Linked DNA regions of Rattus norvegicus: region 1 is linked to region 2. The links are chromatin contacts, called in public Hi-C maps. All regions are on one chromosome and are shown on one strand. The core of a region is the stretch at or near the end of the contact, and the rest is flanking DNA. Distances in the headings are between cores, read along the strand shown. Region 1 has its middle 42 kb from the start of Thnsl1. Region 2 holds the start of Arhgap21 (Rho GTPase activating protein 21).

Evidence for each region. A called contact is a pair of places that touch in the nucleus more often than the background predicts.
Region 1: a contact with region 2 is called in a Hi-C map of liver, with 4 times the contacts expected there. The contact joins the enhancer-like site here to the promoter of Arhgap21 in region 2. A contact is called at or near these places in 5 of 12 Hi-C or Micro-C datasets (the A7r5 cell line, frontal cortex, kidney and 2 more) and 1 of 1 datasets of contacts at active chromatin or transcription factors (oligodendrocytes).

The regions. Positions count from the first base shown.
Region 1 is chr17:88,663,356-88,667,014 of GRCr8, reverse strand. No RefSeq gene overlaps it. Among named protein-coding and RNA genes, the nearest start is that of Thnsl1, 42 kb to the right of the region's middle. Within about 2 kb of position 1,819, at least 38 of the 93 cell types and tissues checked have an H3K27ac peak or open chromatin away from gene starts, as enhancers often do. A contact at or near this core is called in liver, where this site is marked.
Region 2 is chr17:88,378,585-88,382,284 of GRCr8, reverse strand. Arhgap21 (Rho GTPase activating protein 21) reads left to right here and starts at 1,807. Exons shown (of 25, transcript NM_001191693.1): 1 at 1,807-1,881. The coding sequence starts at 1,807.

The DNA of each region.
Region 1 (3,659 bases), core at 570-3,069, 280 kb before region 2:
ACACACACACACACACACACACACACACACACCCTACTGTGGGTTACTGAATTCATTTTTAAAAAGAAGTTGAGGTGCTGCCCTGAAGGAGAAAATGCCGCCTGATGTCTCGTGGCAGTAGCAGACCCAGATGGCCCGCTTAAGACAGAAACTTCTGTGAAGTGAGGAGGACACTTTCAAAAACACAGCTCCTATTATTTCCAAAGGGCATTTAAGGACACCACTGATCTTGGCTTCTGGTCTGTGCAGGGCAGAATCATCCTGCTGGTCCAGTGTGTGGGTCAACCGCTAGAGGGAGGCAGGGACCTGAACTTCCACAGCAGATCATCCGGCTTGTCTACAGAGTGGAAGAAGTTTCACTTCATCTGTCTTTGGAGACCGCTTAATTCTTAGATTGATTCTTCTCTTCGATAGTCGTGGAAGGGCCTCTGTGTGTTCACATTAGACAGTGAGGGACGTGGGATCTGTACACACAGTAGGGCCTGTCTTGCATTTGCAGAGAGAAGTCAGGAAGCTTATAGACGTGCTCTCTGAAAACATCCTTGCCTTCCCCACGCTCTCACCTGCCTGGCAACTTGAGGACAGGCCAGCAGCCCCTGCTTCACCCGCTGCCTGGCTCTGGTCACACTCAAGGGTAGTTAAACAAGCTAATGAAGCAAAGGATCCGTTGCCTTTCAAAGTCGTGTCTGCCGTATGTAGCCAGTCCCCTCAATTCGTGCAAAGGAGACATCTCCAGGGTTATCATCTGTCAAAAGGCCCCATAGGCATATGAACAAGTGTCCACTTGGTACTAACTACTGGAGGAGACCAGATGCTCTCTCCCAAGGAAGCAGTAATCTCTGGCATGGATGTGTTATGAGGAACCATTTTGCATCGCATTCTAACCATGATTCCAGTGACTCTCTGGGCCAGCAACTGAAAGCACTTTTCAGCTAAGCTGGTAAAAGCACCTACCACACAAGCCTGATGACCTGAGTTCGATCCCCAGATCTAACAGTAGCCGAGAACCAAGCCTTCCTCGGCTCTCCTCGTGTTATACTGCGACACTGGATCCATGCACACACATACACACAATGATAATTAATTTTCAAAATTAACTCTAAATGAAAACTAGCACTTTGGAAAACTAATGAACAAATTGAGCTAGCCCACTTCTTGTTTTCGAGACAGGATCTTACTATCTATTCCAAGCTGACCCAAACTTAACACCTTCCTCCCTCTTAACCACAATAGCTGGCTAATCTTAATTAGTGGGTTTTTTGTTGTTGTTGTTGTTGTTGTTGTTGTTGTTTAAGTAAATATCTCAGTGCTCAGTCATATCTCCAGGAGCACTGGCTGCTCTTCCAAAGCGGCCAGGTTCAATTCGCAGCACCCACATGTTCACGGAACCTGTCTGCTTGAAGACTAGGCACACATGCTTTTAGGCAGAGCACTCACACACATAAAATGAAATAATCTTTTTTTTAAAATGCAAAGGCTCAAAACCTGAGAGAAATATTCCTAAGAGCTGACCTTACCTCATCTTTCTTAATTTTGTATGTTAAGATATTCATTTTATAATCAAAAAGCGGAATGAACCACTTTTAGGGAGAAAAGCGGTTTTTCCCCTTCTGTGAATGGCTATAAAGGAGATTGTAAGCAGCGAGAAGAAAGGATGGTTACTAAGAAAGTGCTCTGCCAGGAACGGTGTGGTGCAGAGTGCATGGAAGGGGTAGGGAAGCTAAAGGGCACTCACCTTCCCTGCTTCCCTGCACAGTGCCCCGCCAGGCACCACTCTCCATTATAGGAACTCAGGGTGGCTGGGGGAGGGGAGCAGAGGACAACCTCCCAGCATGCACTGCCTGCCGAACACAAGCCCTTTGGAAAACAGGCTGGTTAGAGAGTGAGGGTGAAACCTTTGCTTGGCAGGCTTTGCAAGGCAGAGAGAACCGTTACCATTTTAGCAAGTTTTATTTGTATTCTGCACAGTTCACTTCACAGTGATTATAAATGACCGAAATAATTTTAATTAACTCATAAATGTTATTCCTTACTGCACAGAAAAGCACTTGCATTTTAAAAAAAAAAATAATCGGGGCATCTGTAAAGTGGAATTAGCAAGAAATAACTACCCAGAGGAGGCAAGCACGTGTGAGTGTTTGGAAGACCTGGAGGGGGCGGTCCCTCTTGGAGCTACTGTTCCTTCTAAGACCGGAAGTAGAGGAACTAGGTAAGATGCGATGTCTGAGGGCATGTTGCCTTGGAAGATGTTTTTTACTTAATTTAAGTAGAATGGTTGCAACTCCCAGCAGACATGCAAATGAGCATCTAGAATTTTAGTAGGGGCCCAGGAGTCTCCACAATGTCATCAGTTCCTTATAAGTCACTTGTAATTCGCCTAGCGAAAGGCTCCATGGAAAGGGAGGATAGTGGGTTGCCGGGGTGGGAAATAATGAGGAGAATAGAGACAGGCATTATCCACCAGCAGACTTTTAAAGCTAAAGAAATTAAATGACCAAAGTAGGAATAACGAAATTTAAAAACACCTGAACCCAGGAAAAAGTAGGAATGGAAGCAAGATTTCTATCTTCAGCTCATTAAGATGAATAGCGAAACCCTTCTCCATTGGGCTTCCCTCGCCCTCCAACTTCAGCCAGCAGAGGGGAGGATGTGGGGACCGTGAGACCGTCCACAGGGGGCAGGGAGAATCGCTAGACTTTGACCAGGTAAATGTTGCTCTTCACCCTCTTATCTTCCCGTGACTCTTGTTGACCTGCGTCGACTGAACACTGTAAATGATTAACTGGTTGAAAGGAAACTCCGAAGGCTTGTGATCATGTCTCTCAAACACATACTTTCCCTTCGCAGCTGATATTTTGGAGAAACTTTTCTTGCAAGCTGGAATATCGGTCCATCTGGAACAAGCATTTCTGTTATTATTTCTTTAGCTCTCAGAGAATTACTGTGCTATTTCTCCGAGGTGAAATAGAATGGGGAAGTCGCAGGACTTCACGCTATCACGAGTCTCCTATGCAGCCCGATTTAGAGAGTAGCATGGAGCCCAGCCAAAGAGAAAACCACAATGTGATTCTGCTTCTCCCTTGGGAAAGAAAAAGGACGACGTTTCTGATAATAGGAGAGAGTGAAAGAAAGCCTGACACTGTAGGAAGAGAGCTACAGTGACCATTGCATGCCACATGGGTCGTATAGGCAAGTTCTCTGAAAAGATACCTCAAGGCTTATGAGTGTACAAGCAGAAGCAGGGACCCAAACAGAAAGCACTATTGCTATGTCAGCCATTAAAGAGGGGTGACCTTTAAGAATACACTGTTGGACTACAACGAGCATTTAATATCAACTTTTCCTCTAATGAAAGGGAATAAAACAACAACGGTCACAGACAAACAAAATTGTATGCAAATGTATAAATACGTCTTTTAAAAGCGTTGGCTTTGGGTTGAAGAGCCAGCTTGGCAGTTTAGAACACTTGTTGCTTTTGCAGATGACCAGGGTTTCCCTTCTCGGTATCCACATGCTAGCTGGAAACCATCTGTAATTCCAGTTCCAAGAGAACCTGACTCATTCTTTTGACTAGGCACACACACACAATGCACAGACATCATACTATAAAATGAAAATGTATTCAAACACATAAACATTCATACATATAAACTAAAGTA
Region 2 (3,700 bases), core at 558-3,057:
GTGCCCAGGTTGTGGGGGGCCTGGAGAGCACCATCCCTGTCCCGGGCAGACTTCCTCCTCTAGCTTGGCTCCCCGGTTCGGGTGACTGCAGACCGAAAACTCCTCGTCCCCGACCGTCCCCCGGGAGGGGAGGGGAAGGAGGTGGGGTGGGAGGAGGTGGATCCAGAAGGAAGGCGCGAGCAGTCCGCCCCCGGGAAGCAGCTCGCGCGCCCGCCGGCCCGGCCAGTCTCGCGCTCGGCGATCGCGGGCGCGTGGGGCCCCGGCCGGCCCGGCGAGGGGAGAGTCCGGCGGCCGCCGCCCCGCCCCACGCCCTCCCGCGGCGCCTAGAGCCCGGGGCCGGCCGGGGCAGGTCGCGGCGCTGCCTGGGAGCCGACCCCTAGCCCGCGTTCTCCGTTGCGTGGCCGCTCGTCTCACCGCCCCGGGCTGAGGCGCGGGCCCGCGGAGGCCGCGCCCGCGTGTGCGCAGCGAGGGAGGCCGGGGCACAAAGGCGAGCGGCCGGCGCCGGGGTCCGGCGGGCCGCGGAGGAGGGGCGGCGCCTCATGAATATTAACCGAGCCGCGGCCTAGCGCGCCCCGCCGCGGGCCGAGCCGCCGAGCGGAGCCCTCGCTTCCCGCACGCGCCCGGGCTGCGCTTCCCGGGAACCCGCGCCGGCGACCCGCCTCAGGAAGGGGCGGAGGAAATAGTGGTAGGTGGGTGGTTTGCTCTGCGCTTTCCCCTCTGCTTCAGGTGGCCACCGGGGAGGGCGAGCCGGGGCCGGGGCCGGGGCGGGGGTCGGGGGTGGGGGCCGCAGCCGGGAGCTGAGAGTTGCCGGGGCCGCTGCTCTCCTGAAGCATGCCCGGGAGCCGGAGCGGGAGCGGCGCTGCGTCCCACCCGCAGCCGCACGCCTCCCCACCCATCCCCGCCGCGGGCCAAGGAAAACAGCCGCCTCCTCGGGGGCGCGGGCCGGGGCTCAGGGCAGGCTGCCACGGGCGGCCGGAGTCACCCGCGGCCCGGGCGGCCGCCGCCGCAGACGCCGCCGAGCCCACGCCCGCCCCGGTCGGAGCTGGCTTTTTGTTTGTTTGTTGGGGAGTTGGAGGGCGTCTGCGAGTCTAACCCGGTAAGGAGAAAACTTCGCTTAAGAGTAGGTATCCGGGTGCTGCAGAATGCACACACGGCCTCGGCGTTGCCCAGGAAATGCAGCACTTGAACCAGGATTTTTTTTTTTTTTTCCTTGAAGGCTTCATAGCAGCCGGGCGTGTTTGACACAGCCACCGGGGCAGTTCTGAGGTCTGGTTCTCTTTCTCTCTCTCTCTTCCCGACGTTCAGGCGTTTCCCTTCTATTTTTTTTTTTTTAATGTTGCATGAGAGGATTGTTTTCTTTGCAGGGTTCACCTTGGACTAATTCTTCGGATTGTGGGAGAGGGGGAACTTGGTCTGGGCTTGTGGCAAGGCTAAAGATCGGCGCCTGGGGAAAGTTCATGTCCTTCATTAACTTCTCCCTGTTCCAGGAAGGATCTCCGAAAGCTGATTTTTCTCTGGCCTCGGAGTAACACCGCCTGGAAGTGGACCTCTTCTCTCTGCACTTGGCCTCCGCCATACCTGCCAAGGAAACCTGTCGCCCCTGAACTTTAAGTCTGGAGAAATGAAGTCTGTTGAAGAGGGCATTTGAAGGGGCTTCCCGCAAGTCTTTATCTCGTATGTTTTTTGACCAGCCCTTAACCCTGCATCGCCTCAGAACTTGCTGTGGAATTGCTTCCCGTTTGGTGTGTGGTGGTACCTCTCCAATGTGGACTCCAAAGGATTTGTCCCTTTACAATTTGAAATGAAATGATGGCCACACATTGGACTGGTCTGCCTGAGGGAGATGGTGACAAACTCAAGGCCTGTGGAGCCGCCTGTGAGGTAAGCCAGCTAGCTGGGCGGTGGCTTATGTCTGGGATCATCCTAAGAGTACAGGGTCGTCTGCCATTGAGTCTGTCAGCTGCTTGGTGGCAGCGCCCCAGTTGACCAGGAGGGAGGTGAAGCCTGGCCTACTTTTGTTTCTAGGGACTTTAGCGATTAATAAGCAGGAACAAGTCTCTGTCTTACGTGCCAGAATCCTGGTTACCCTTTTGAGCGGGAGCATTCTTCCCTGCCTGGCCGAGAAGCATCCATTTTTCCTCCAGTGTTTTGGACATCGGTCTGCTTGGGGGTGGCTTTATGTGTAACTCCGCGCGTGTTACATCCTCAGTGGTGAGGGCAGCTGGTACGCTTGGTGCACCTGGAATCCAGTGTTTTCAACTCTGATGGGAGGGGATGCTGGTTCCTAATGGTGCCGATAGCAGCTTTGGGTGGGATTCGAAGGCTTCCCAAGGGCAATTTAGGCTCAGTCTTGGAAAACGCCTGTGGTGTTGAAATTCCAACCTCCTGGAAATCTTCTGGCTTTGCTGCTCTTTTATTTATGCTCAGTTGGCCCTTACACGGCTGCACAGTTCTGTGAACTGCTCTGGGTGGTAGGTGGCTTTCACTGAAGTTCAGAGAACAGCTGGCTGGGAAGAATTTACTTGTAAAAAAGAAAATTGTTTTTTGAGCTACCCGAACAGAATTTGTAGAAAATCTATTCACTTCTGGCCTCCCTCGCGCTGGTGTTCTCTTTTATTCTCCTTGTATTTGAGCTGGTTTATGTGGAATTTTTGTCCCTGGTGGTTCTGTCACATTTACTTTGTTTTGCATAGTTCCTGTAATTTGCTTGTTAAAGGCACTGAACATTGTTGCTCTTTATTGAGGCGACAGCCAGCGATGGCAACATCTCCAGTGAGCCCTCATATGAGCTCACTATTTCTTTTCCTCTGTTGTAAATTTTCTCCTCATGGTCTTTGGAACATGGCTAGTTCTAAGCATGAGAACTTGGACATTGAGTCACTTCAGTTTTGGTCTGGAAAGCATGCAGAAAAATGTGCTTCCCAGTTTTCTTCATTTGGGGATAGAAAGTTTGGGTGGAGGGGGCTTTTTGTGTGTTGGGACAGTTTATTGTACAGAGCTTCAGGTTTGCAGCTAGAACTAGTTCTTTACTTTTTTGCTGTCAGTAAACACCTGCTTGCAGGTAAATCGTGGTTAAGTCTGACACCACAATCTTCTGATCACAGTAAACCATAATGACGCCTTTTGGAAGACCTACCTACAACCTGGTGATTGCTTCTTGGGTACTGCAGTTACATAATAATGTATGCTGTGGCCCCACAGCCCTATTTGTCATTGTCTTGTGAACACTTTAATTAGCATGCTGCTCGCATTGTGTTTGCAAGAGCTAACGTTTATTTGATAATATATGTGTGTGTTGTTGTTTAAGGGTTGCTCTCAAACCGAGAATGTAGACACATCTTGTACTTGTCTAGGAAACAGTGCTTACACTTAGCTGCGCACTGCTTTGATTGACAGTGGCGGTATGTGTATTTTTAAAGGCTCCGAAATGTGTTTTCATTTGGGCATTTTGCTTGTGTGGCTATTTCTGGGTGAGAGCGAAAAACAGTATTGTCTTATTTCGCTCATTTAAAGAGTCCTCGGATTTTGTATTAAATGACTGTGTATTGGTGTTTTAAAGACTAGTCTTCGAGTCTTTGTGCTTCAGAAAACATTTGCAAACCGGCAGGTGGGGTGGGGGGGGCCGTGCCATTAATGCCTGTGGTTAGCTGTGATGTGTGTTTCTCTCCGATGCTGGGAACAGATTGTGGTTCCTTCCGAA